3 separate regions of the Mus musculus genome follow, and all the other regions are linked to region 2. Evidence: chromatin contacts called from public ChIA-PET data. All regions are on one chromosome and are shown on one strand. The core of a region is the stretch at or near the end of the contact, and the rest is flanking DNA. Distances in the headings are between cores, read along the strand shown.

Evidence for each region. ChIA-PET counts read pairs in DNA pulled down with a chosen protein or histone mark.
Region 1: an RNA polymerase II ChIA-PET map of memory CD8 T cells shows a contact between it and region 2, with 8 read pairs. The contact joins two enhancer-like sites. A contact is called at or near these places in 1 of 39 promoter capture datasets (the C10 cell line), 2 of 115 datasets of contacts at active chromatin or transcription factors (memory CD8 T cells and pancreatic cancer cells) and 1 of 9 other capture datasets (adipose tissue).
Region 3: a contact with region 2 is called in an RNA polymerase II ChIA-PET map of memory CD8 T cells, with 12 read pairs. The contact joins the promoter of Emc3 here to the enhancer-like site in region 2. A contact is called at or near these places in 5 of 39 promoter capture datasets (the C10 cell line, cranial neural crest, embryonic stem cells and 2 more), 1 of 484 Hi-C or Micro-C datasets (the THB-7 cell line), 2 of 115 datasets of contacts at active chromatin or transcription factors (bone marrow-derived macrophages and memory CD8 T cells) and 1 of 9 other capture datasets (embryonic stem cells).

What each region holds. Positions count from the first base shown.
Region 1 is chr6:113,492,374-113,495,948 of GRCm38.p6, forward strand. It overlaps Prrt3 (proline-rich transmembrane protein 3), which reads right to left. Exons shown (of 4, transcript NM_001289700.1): 4 at 1,266-3,575. The coding sequence ends at 1,918. It overlaps Creld1 (cysteine-rich with EGF-like domains 1), which reads left to right. Exons shown (of 10, transcript NM_133930.2): 10 at 314-970. The coding sequence ends at 528. Among named protein-coding and RNA genes, the nearest start is that of Prrt3, 7.8 kb to the right of the region's middle. Within about 2 kb of position 2,293, at least 235 of the 459 cell types and tissues checked have an H3K27ac peak or open chromatin away from gene starts, as enhancers often do. A contact at or near this core is called in memory CD8 T cells, where this site is marked.
Region 2 is chr6:113,139,796-113,143,638 of GRCm38.p6, forward strand. Setd5 (SET domain containing 5) reads left to right here. Exons shown (of 22, transcript NM_028385.1): 18 at 3,818-3,843. Among named protein-coding and RNA genes, the nearest start is that of Lhfpl4, 54 kb to the right of the region's middle. Within about 2 kb of position 2,081, at least 27 of the 459 cell types and tissues checked have an H3K27ac peak or open chromatin away from gene starts, as enhancers often do. A contact at or near this core is called in memory CD8 T cells, where this site is marked.
Region 3 is chr6:113,529,988-113,533,613 of GRCm38.p6, forward strand. Emc3 (ER membrane protein complex subunit 3) reads right to left here and starts at 1,651. Exons shown (of 8, transcript NM_175101.3): 1 at 1,341-1,651. The coding sequence starts at 1,495. It overlaps Fancd2 (Fanconi anemia, complementation group D2), which reads left to right and starts at 1,695. Exons shown (of 44, transcript NM_001033244.3): 1 at 1,695-1,761.

The DNA.
Region 1 (3,575 bases), core at 1,043-3,542, 350 kb after region 2:
TGCATCCTCAAGGTCGGCTTTTGGTGGTCTCACCTCCGCGTAGAAAGAGAATTAGATTTGGCAGCAAACTCCACCTATCCCAAGTTTTCTGATGTTCCCAGGGACCGTCCTTCAAAGCTTTGAGCAGTCCCTTCACCTCCCAGCTTCCTTCGAGCTTAGTGAGGTAGCTCCTGCAAGGCTTTCTCAGTAGTGAATGCTGCTTGTGCTTGGTGAGCTAGGCGGGCCCGGGCAGCCGTGATCAGGCGTGTGGGAGGTGTGGGCAGCTCCGGGAACTGCCAGGAAGGAGGCAGTGACAGGCGCACCTCCTCTGCAGAGTCGGCGGGCTTCTTTGCGGAGATGACGGAGGATGAAATGGTGGTTCTGCAGCAGATGTTCTTTGGTGTAATCATCTGTGCGCTGGCCACGCTTGCTGCCAAGGGTGACTTGGTGTTCACTGCCATCTTCATTGGAGCTGTGGCAGCCATGACTGGGTACTGGTTGTCAGAGCGGAGTGACCGTGTGCTGGAGGGCTTCATCAAGGGTAGATAATCCCTGCCGCCACTCACAGGATTTCCTCCCACCCAGGCTGCTCCTAGAGGTTATTTCTCTCTCCCTATGGATACCTGGGACAGCATAGTTTCTCTTTGAGACTGGGGTAAACACCCTTTTACCTGCCTTACTGAGCAGCCCAGGACCCCAGTGGCCCCAGGGGGTTGAAAAAGAGGTCCTGAAGCAGATGCCACGAGATCCTAGCCTAGGACACTGGCAGGCCTCACCGTGTATGAATCCCAAGACAGTTTCTCCCCAGGGAGGTTGCAGGTGGGCTTTGGCCCCTGACCCGGATGAGAGGTGTCCCCTCAGGGGTGGGCCCCCATAGGCCCCTTGCCAGGTGCATGCTGCCAGCTCCAGCTGTGTATTCACCGCCCACGCCCTAGCCATCGACTTATTTATTCATCTCAGGAAATAAAGGACGGTCTTGAAAATGGGAAAAGCTTCAGTCTTAACAACCCACCACTGCCACTAAAGTGAAGTTTTCTACAGCCCTGGGGAATCATGGGCTGCCATGTTAGAGAAGTGCTGGAAAGGGGCTGGGGAGACAGGGAGGCTGTTAGGAGCAGTTGCTGCCCTTGCAGAGAGACTCCAGGTTCAATTCCCCGCACCCATGCAGTGCCTCACAGCCATCCAGCCTCCAGTCCTAAGGGACTGGACTCAGTCTCTGACCTTGGGTACCAAGCACACACATGGTGCACATAGACATGCAGGCAAAACATTCATACACATAAAATAAATCTACAAAAAACAATGTTTTTAAATAAAAACCAGCAAGAAATGGAGGAAGGGGAAAGATGACAGAGGAACCAGCTTAGGAGTCGGTCTTCCTGGGTTGAACCCCAGCTGTTCTCATTTCCGGAAGTGGGCAGGATACTTTCCGATTAGGCCTTATATGGGGTTTGCAGGAGGTGGGGACTCCACAACAGACGGGTTTTTAGTGAGATAGGGGTGGCTGTACCTACCAAAGCCAGAGGTCTCTGCTGTGAGGAGAGACCCTGGCTTGACCAGAGCGAGGCATGAGCCCAATCGGAAGGGTTTTTATTTCTTTGGCACAAAGAGGACAGTCAGTCTGGACAAGTGAGGTGCATCTCTCCACACTGAGAGGGTCAGGGGTACCTGGCCCCTGGCCCCCATGATCAAATCCATGCACATCCACCCTGTGTTCCGTGTAACTCACGGCCTCTGTGCAAAATATCTGCTGAAAAAAATAGAGATATTAAAAAAACAAAAACAAAAAACGAGTTGGGTAAATTCAAGCCCGGCTGTACCCGGGAGCTGCAGTCTGGTGGAGGCCCGGGAGGGCCAATTTTTCAAATGCTCAACTGTCTTGGCTCAGCCTCTTCTTGTGGACATTGAGGAGAGGGTACAGGTTCTCTCCGTAGGTGCTTAGAGCTCTATAGTGTCACTAGAGGCGCTGTGAGACTCGCTGGACTTGCAACGCGACTGGCCCTCGCCCTGAGGCTCCCCCGCCCGGGCAGGAGCAGGGACTGGGGTAGGTGGTGGCAGCAGCTGCACGGTGCTGGGCAGTTCATCTAGGGGCAGGCTGTCCACGGATGACAGCCCGTGACGCCACGGGTTCCAGCTGATCTTCAGCGAGCCCTTGGAGAAACTGTCCAGGGAGCTGCCCGAAGTCCCCGCGGCCGCCGCGCCGACGGGCGGCTCCATCACGTGCTGCGGGAGCGACGTGCGCAAGCACACCTCGGTGAGCGAGCGGCAGCGGCCTCGGAGCAATGATGTGCCCGCGCCGTCGAGCTCGGCATCGGGCTGGCTGCCGCGGCGAGGCCGCAGGGCGCCCCCTGTCGGCGAGGAGGCCAAGCCACGGAGACCACAGCGTTGGAACACACTCTCTCGAACCAAGTGCTCCCGGAAGAGCGCGGCGTCGATGCTGCGGCTCAAATTGATAGGTGACGGTGGCCGCAGATCCAGCTCGCTCAGCGACGGTGCGGGCCCCACACTGCCCCGGGACATCCTCTGGCCACCTGGACGACCGCGACCCAGCGATGCAGCCGAACCCCAGGGTCCAGAACCAGGAGTGACAGGAAGCCCAGCTTCCCCAGCAGCGTTGCGGATGAGACTTTTGCTGATGTCCAGGCCGCCTGTGCCCAGGCCACTGGGCCCCGCATAGCAGTTATTGGGTCTCTCGGGAACTTCGCTCTTCCCTGTAGGCGCGGGGCACGCCAGACGCAGCAGCTTAGCCCAGCAAGCGTGCTCCGTGGGCGGCCTGGGACGAGTGGCAGCCAGGGCAGCTAGCGCCAGGGCCAGTGCCCAGGTCAATTCCAGCAGGCGCAGCCAGAAGTGCACGCCCCACCAAGCCCAGGAGAAGCGACCCTCCCGGCCAGGCCCTGGGTACAGCCAGAGAGAGGCCGCCAACTGCAGACCACTGGCCAACAGCCCCAGTGAGCCCGCCACAGCCAACAGCCGGGGCCCTGGACTGGCATCCCAGCCCCGAGGGCCTTCCAGCAGGCGTCGACGGCACAGGCAGAGTGTGCCCAGAGCCACTGAGGCGCCCCAGGCGCAAGATAAGCCTTGTGTTAGAAGGTTGAGCACAGGGCTGGTGGAGAACAGGTCTGTAGCCAGCAAACATGTGCCATGCACCGGTGCCACAATTCCCAGCAGCAGCGGCTTCTGCAGAGGCTGTGGCAGACCAGCACCCAAGCCCAGCAGGGTGAGTGCTGCCAGTGCAGTGAGTAGCAAGGGGAAGGGCAAGTTGTATAGCACCAGACCTGCACGTACTCCCAGTCGCGCCTGAGAGCCATAAGGATCCGTGAGCATGTAGGCAGATCGCAGCCCTGAAGCCACCAATACCAGCGCGGCAGCCACTAGTGCTAATCGGGGTCCCGCTAGGGCGGCTGCCACTGTGACCAATGCCAATAATGCTGGAAGCAGGAAAAGCACCCCCACCCCATACACATGAAGCTCCCAGGAGAAACTCAGCACCCGCCGAAGGGGTCCCCAACGCAGGGGAGGTGCGGTGGCATTGGCTGGGGGGCTAGAAGCTGGGATGGGGACTATGGAGCTGGCTGAGGGCTCCGGAGGGAGTGGCT
Region 2 (3,843 bases), core at 831-3,330:
AACTCTACTTCTTAAGAGGTGAAACTCCCTATTGTCTCTTCCTCAGGCACCTGCACACATGTGCAAAGACACATTCATGCATCATTTTTTAAGTAAGTTGAAGTATTTTAGGGACTAGAAAATGGCTCAGCCATTAAGAGCACTTGGTGCTCTTGCCAAGAACTGGGCTTTGATTCTTAGCACCCACATGGTGGCTCATAACCCTCTAACTCCAGTTCCAGGGATCCGATGCCCTCTTCTAGCTTCCATAGGTACCAGACACATTGTGCACAGACACTTATATGCAGGTATAAAATAAATAAATAAATATATATACACACACACACATACATACATATATATACATAAAAATGCAAAAATAAAATAATTTTTAAAAGATTATCAGGAAGGAAAGAAAGTAGCGAAAATTTTAAATACATGATTATAAAGTACTAATTTAATAATGCAACGTCACCATTCTCATAAAAACAGCTTTGCCATCCTACCAGTCATACCATCATTCTGATAGCAAGGCTCTTTCCTGTTTTTGAGTACAGAAGGGTTGGTTTGCAACCTTTTTTTCATCAGAAACTATAGCAGGGGGTTGGGTGCTTTGGGTATACATCTATTATTTGAAGACACCAAAAGTTTGAGCCCACTCTGAGCTACATTAGCAAGACCCTGTCTTTTAAAAGGAAAGAATATATTGAAAGATGATATAATACAAATTTTATTTCCATATTGTTTTTTAAACATAAAATTATTATTTGAAAGAAGAAAATGTTGAAATAAACTTGTCTGTTAAACGTTAAAAAGAGCTGGGCGTGGTGGCGCACACCTTTAATTCCAGCACTCGGGAGGCAGAGACAGGTGGATTTCTGAGTTCAAGGCCAGCCAGGGCTACACAGAGAAACCCTGTCTCAAAAAACCAAAACAAAACCAAAAAAAGCTAAAAAAAAAATATTAAAATGCAGGCTAGAGTGATGACTGCCATTAAGAGCACTGGCCATTCTTTCAGAGAACCCAATTTTTAATTCCCATAACACCCATATGGTTCCTCACAGCTATCTGTTACTCTAGTCTCTAGGGATTTAATGCCCTCTTCTGACATTTCCTGGCATTGTGTGCATGTTTTACACAGGCACACAGGAAGGCAAACCACTTGTACACCTAAAGTAAAAATAGTATTTTTAAAAATTTGTGAAAAATAAAGTAGCAGTGAAATATCAATAAGTGTCAGGAGTAAAACCAGCTCCAAGTGGAAAGGAAAAACCTTGAATAAGAAGCGTGTTCATATCTAGAACTGAGGGGATGAGGTACACAGTCACAGAGAAGGAGGGGAAAGAATCTAGAAGAAGGAAAACAAGAGCCCTGTGCTTTGTACACCCAGCACCCTCCCCATTCTAAAACATTGCTATCCACCTTGTTTTGCTGAAGCAGCTCCATTTATATATCCTAGCATAGCATAGCCCACGTCTGTTTTCTGGGCCTCAGTTGTTGATAGTCTGTATATTGAGAACTTTCCCTTTTCCCCAGTGCCTGGTACAGAGTCCTTGTCATAGCTGCTATCATCACTTTCATGTTACCCTTCACACCATCACCTCAAGAGCTCACTCTCCAGTTCCCATGTGTTAGAGAGGTATTACCTCAGCAAAATGTTCTGTCCTATGAAAGTCACAGAAAAAATACACATATACATGGTATTGGGGTGGGAGGGTGCTTTGTTTGTTTTGTGATCCAGTAAGTACAATGGATTTTTAACTCTGTTAGATGTGTGCAGGTGTATAACAGTCACTTGAGAGGAACTGATCATAGTTCACAGGTATACCCCTAAAGCTAGTAAGAGAATAAAGAAAAGAAAGATTATAATCAGAGGAAGTATGGGGTGAAGAAACAGAGTTCCTCTAGGAAGAATAAGGAGTAGGTTGTGCCCCACCATAAGAAACACTGTGAGCCCTCTAAAATGATTCACCTAATTCTTTCCTGAGTTCTAATTGAGGTGTTCATTGATAGCATGAAACATTATAAGTCCTTTCTAAGGTACCAGGAAGCATTTAGCTGAACTAACCACTTTGTGGAAGTGAGTTCTGCAGTTAAACATTTACCATATGCATAAACATTAACCATCCTCACCACCAAATCCCTCCCTAAAAAGTGTGGCAAACAGCCATGCTTATCGTTACTTTCTGTTTTGCTTCTTGACTCTGAGAAGATAAATAACAAGATACTTTTTCCTCCTCTAGAACATCTCCTCCCCTGAGGGTTCCCCTGCACATAGGCCTAAGCCCCTGTCACCAGAGGTAGTTACCATACCATCTCAATCACATGCAGGCTGAGAGTGAGTGCACAAGGGTGGTCCTGAATTGGGGGGTGAGGGGGCTGGACTGGAGGGTGGCCTCTCATTCACAGCAAATAGAGTGGATCTTATATAAAAACTGACTGCACAGGACCGTGGGGAAATGAGTAGCTGTTTTTATGTTGTGGGGTTGCTTTTGTTGTCATTTGGGAGAAGGAATGGCTGAAGAGTTTCATTAAAGAGAATCTTCAGAGGATGTAGATTCTATGTGCATGAGAGCATTGTTAGAGAAAGTCATGAATAACATCCTCCTGTTAACAAGGAAACTGGAGTTGGTCGACACTGTCTCAGTATCATGTCAGCAATGTATAATTGGGGTTAAACTGACAGCTCACACGGCTGGGTGTCTGGGCTTTGGGTGACAGATGAGCAGCTTCCTTTAGGGAATCCAGCGTTCTCTGGCTTTCCTTCATTTCCTCTGGAGTGCCTAGTTGGGTGTAAGTATGTAAGGAAGCTTAAGCCCAAGCTCTGGGTTACAAACCTTCTCTTGTGCAGAGGCTGGGATACAGTTTGTGTGCAGTGATTTATACCTCTTAGGATACCAATTTCAGTACTTTGCTAAGAAACCCTCCTACCCTAAAGATCCAAAATCATGATTTCAGTGTTAGCAGTTATAATAAGCTTTAGACATGTAATTAATTATTAACCCTATAAATCTACATGGAGCTTTTTTTCTCTGTACCTTTTCAAAATTAACTGGCCTTTAGTCTCACTTTCCAAAATAATTAGGGCCCTACTCCCTGACTAATCACCAAATTCTCAGTCAGTAGGATATTCTGTAGATCATCATGAAACTGAAAAGATTATATTCCACTAGTTTATTGTTAACTTCCTGAGTATTGTGAGTCCATCTTGTTGGGAAAGTATAGATTGCTCTGTCTTGGGTTGCTAAAGATTCAATATTAGAAAGGCTTTGATAACTGATCTGTCTAGTTAAGGGAATGTTGGTGTTAAGCGATACAGATAAGCAGTAATGGGTCGGTTTTATCACTGGTGCATTTCAGCCTTTGATATGCTTTTTGGCGGTAGGCTTTAGCAGTTCTTTGATAGATTGATAGACAGCAGAGGACACGGAATTGAACAGACAGAATGTTGCATGAGAAACATAATCCAAGGTACAAGTAAATAAGGAATGGATTCGTTGCAACCTTTAATGCTATTCTCCTAGTGAGTAATTTACCATGCTTGGCTTTTCAACTACCTCCTGCTTTTCTCCACCTTCCCTTACACCTTCCATTGAAACTAATTTAATAATATATAACATCAGAAGCCAGCAACTTAAGACCTTTCTGTGGTGTGTGTGCTTGGGGCTCAGATACATCCCTGGCTACACTGCCAGCCCCACATATGCTGTCAAACGATGTGATGAAGGCTGAGCAGAGTAGTCATGTTTGCAGAATTGCCTGATGCCTTCATTCCCTTTTTGCCCTTTGACTTTTTCTGTTATACCATGTCCCATATCTCTGTTGATTTTTATTTCAGCTTTGTCACCGAAAAGACCTAGATTT
Region 3 (3,626 bases), core at 401-2,900, 390 kb after region 2:
GGGTAAGGAACCCAGGGCTTCAAAGCCAGCTGTCCAAGCACTGTACCCAACTGAGTTACATCACAGCCTCATTGCAGAAGAAGTGTTTTTAGGGCTGGAGAGATGGTTCAGCCATTAAGAGCACTGACTGCTCTTCCAGAGGTTCTGAGTTCAAATCCCAGCAACCACATGGTGGCTGCAACCATCTATAGTGAGATCTGATGCCCTCTTCTGGTGTGCCTGAACACAGCAACAGTGTGCTCACATACATAAAATAAATCTTTTTTTTTTTAAAGTGTTTTTAATTTAAGGTGATCTTTAAATCACCAGCAAATGGAAATCCAGTATTACTTGCCACAAAAAGAAAGTAACTTTTAAATACGATAAAATGAGGTTTTTTTTTTTTTTTTCTTCTTCTTCTTTTTTTTTGGTTTTTCGAGACAGGGTTCCTCTGTATAGCTCTGGCTGTCCTGGAACTCACTCTGTAGACCAGGCTGGCCTTGAACTCAGAAATCCACCTGCCTCTGCCTCCCAAGTGCTGGGATTAAAGGTGTGTGCCACCACGCCCGGCAAAATGAGGTTTTTGTTTTGTTTTGGTTTTTGTTTTCTGTTCTCTGCAGAAACGTTTGAAACGTTTCTCTTCATTAAAGTGATTCCTATGTGATCTGGACAAGTCAAGGAACCAGCAGCACTGTCTTCAGCTAGTCTCTGAAAATGACTAGAATAAGTGATTGAAAACTGTTACTGATTTTAATGTGAAGTGGCTGAAGTTATGTCAAAGTTCTGTCTCCCACAGAAAAGCACTGTAAGAAGGCAAGTGAGGAGAGGAGGCAGGTGGAATGGTCCATCGCAACTCCTCACACGTCTCTGTGGTAGTCTCCAAGCTTTGGAGGCACTTTATACCTTAGCATCTCAGCAGATCACTACAGTTCTTTGGTAGTGTAGATTATGAAATTCACTTGCCTGGATGTTAGCAGGACTCAAGGGAATATTGCATCTGACTCTCAGTGGGTACTCTTAATAACGGAATGGAGCAGGATAGTTCAGAGAGAACCTCACTGACGGTTGGCAACTAGCCTAACAATATTAAGAACGTTTTCTTAAACACTTAGTACATGCAAGGCCCTGGGCTAAAGGCTTTTAGGTATCATCCAATCTAACATCTACATGCCTGCTCTCTCTATTAGGTAGGTACTGAGATTATTCCCATTTTACTGACAAAAATGAAACACAGCTAACCGCCAAGGTCAACCCGTAGGGGCGCGATGAAAACTCAGTTAAAGTGATACAATCAATCCCTGCACTTTCTTGACCAAGGTCACCCGGGAGTGAGGTCAGCAGGATAGGGTGAGGGTACTGACCTGTCAGACACTTGTTCCTGGGTGAGCTTCTTGTCGCTCTGCAGTAGGATTGACACGTAGTGGCGGATCATGCCCACGAAGAAAGTGATGATAACGATGGGCAGGACCACCCAGAGGCGGATGTTGGAGTCAAGCAGCAGCTCGGGCCCCGCCATCTTCGCTGAGAGTTCGCTGCGGGTCGGGAGGAGTTGGGTTCCTCCCGGCTTTCGGCTCCGGGCCTTCACCCGCCCCTCAGTCTGGCTGGCGTGGAATCTGGGGCAGCCTAGCTTTCTCCGCGCACTGTTTCCAGCTGGGCCGCCAGGCCGTCAACTTCCGGTGCGGGCGAGTAACGTCACGCCACGGCGCGGCTTTGATGGCGTCAGAGCGCCGTTCTTCTAGCGGGAAAGTCGAAAACGAAGGGAAGCAACTGGCGGGTCCCCAGGTTAGTGGCTTTTTAGGCTTTCCTGGGAGCGAGATGGTATCTCTCCGAAGTCAGACGGCCCTGACTTGTTCTAGTGTTTCCCTCTGAAAAGTGGCTGTCAGTGATTACATATTATTGTAGGAAACGCATAATAAGAAATCTCGTATAATAAGAAATTTGAACCTGTTTTTAGTTTTTGAGGCTTTTTTTTTTTTTTTTTTGGCAAGACTTATTTAATGTATATGTATGATTTGACCTTCTGTGTTTATGTGCACCACATGCATATAGGAACCCGAAGGGGCGCAGGATTCCCTAGAACTGGAGTTACAGGCAGTTTTGAGCCGCATGTTTGAATGGGAACTGAACCTGGGTCCTCTGCAAGAGCAGTAAACGCTCTTAATCCCAGAGCTGTCTCACCAGCCCAGGAACGTTAATCCTTAATAGAAACCATTGCCCTAGTCTGGAGAGATGGTTTGGAGGTTAAGAGCACTGGCTGCTTCTCCAAAGGTCCTGAGTTCAATTCCCCTTAACCACATGGTGGCTCATAACCATGTATAATGAAATCTGATACCCTTTTCTGATGTGCAGACAGAACATTGTATACACAGAAAAATAAAGAGAGAGAGAGAGAAGCTGGGTGGTGGTGTCACTTGAGAGACAGAGGAAGTTGGATCTCTGAGTTCGATCAAGGTCAGCCAGTCCTCAGAGTGAGAGAAACCCTGTCTCAAACAAAAGAAAGCAAAACAAAAAAACAAAACCAACCAAATAAAAAACAGTAATAATAATAATAGCCCATAGTCTTGGCTTTTAGGAGGTGGAGGCAGGAGAAGTTGCCTTTGGCTATGTATGAGTTCAAGACCAAACAGCTACACAAGACCCTAGAAGTTGAAAGTAAGACAAAACCCACAGATTCTGGCCTGTCTAAGAACCAAAAATAAATGAACAAAACAAGGAGTACAGATTCTGGAACCAGACTTTTTAGAGTTAGAACCTCAGCCCTTCCCCTGATTAGGAGACTAGTAATGGTATCTTTCTTAAGTTAGCATGTGAGAAATATGTAGATTATAATTAGAGCATATAAGACAAGGTTGTTTGTTTGTTGGTTATTGAGATAGGGCCTCACTGTATATCTGAAGCTGGCCTAGAATGTAACTGGTAACTATGTAGACCAGCCAGTCCAATTTACATGGTGGAATCCTGTCTTAAAAATAAATACGTACTAGAAAAATAGCTCAGTGGTTAAGAACACTTGCTGCTCTGCAGAGAATCTCGGCTCCTTTCCCAGCACCCACATAGTGGCTCATAACTATCTGTAACTTCACTTCTGGGGGCTCTAATACTCTCTTCTGGCCTATGCAGGCATCCAGTGTGTACATGGTCCACAGTCGTATGCACAGGCAAATCATCATACACCTAAGATTTAGATATTTTAAAAATAAAAATGACTGTCCTAGCACACACAAAGCTATGATGTTGAAACGGAAAACGTGTTCAGAAAAATTGTTCCTGCTTTTCTTCACTGCTCCACCTACAGGTAGACTAACGGTCCTCATAAGCTCTCACTCAATTCCCTGGCTTCTCTTCGATTGCAGTCACACAGACGTAGTTCAATACATTAAGACCTTGTAATGCTGTACGCCTCCTGCACGCTGGAATGATGTCTGTCTTGTTTTGCAATGTTTGATGTTTGTCTTGTCTTATACCTTCAGTCCTTAGCACCACCATGACACAGTACTGAAGTAACCTGTTAGAGAGCAGCTTAGGTGATGGTCTTGAGTCTCAGAAGACGAGTTATGGGCTTTCTCCTTTAGCAACAGAGAAGTAGCCTGGTGAAAGAAGCAACTTGGCCAGTTGTAGGAGTTGAAATGTGCTCAGCATTTGGGTGG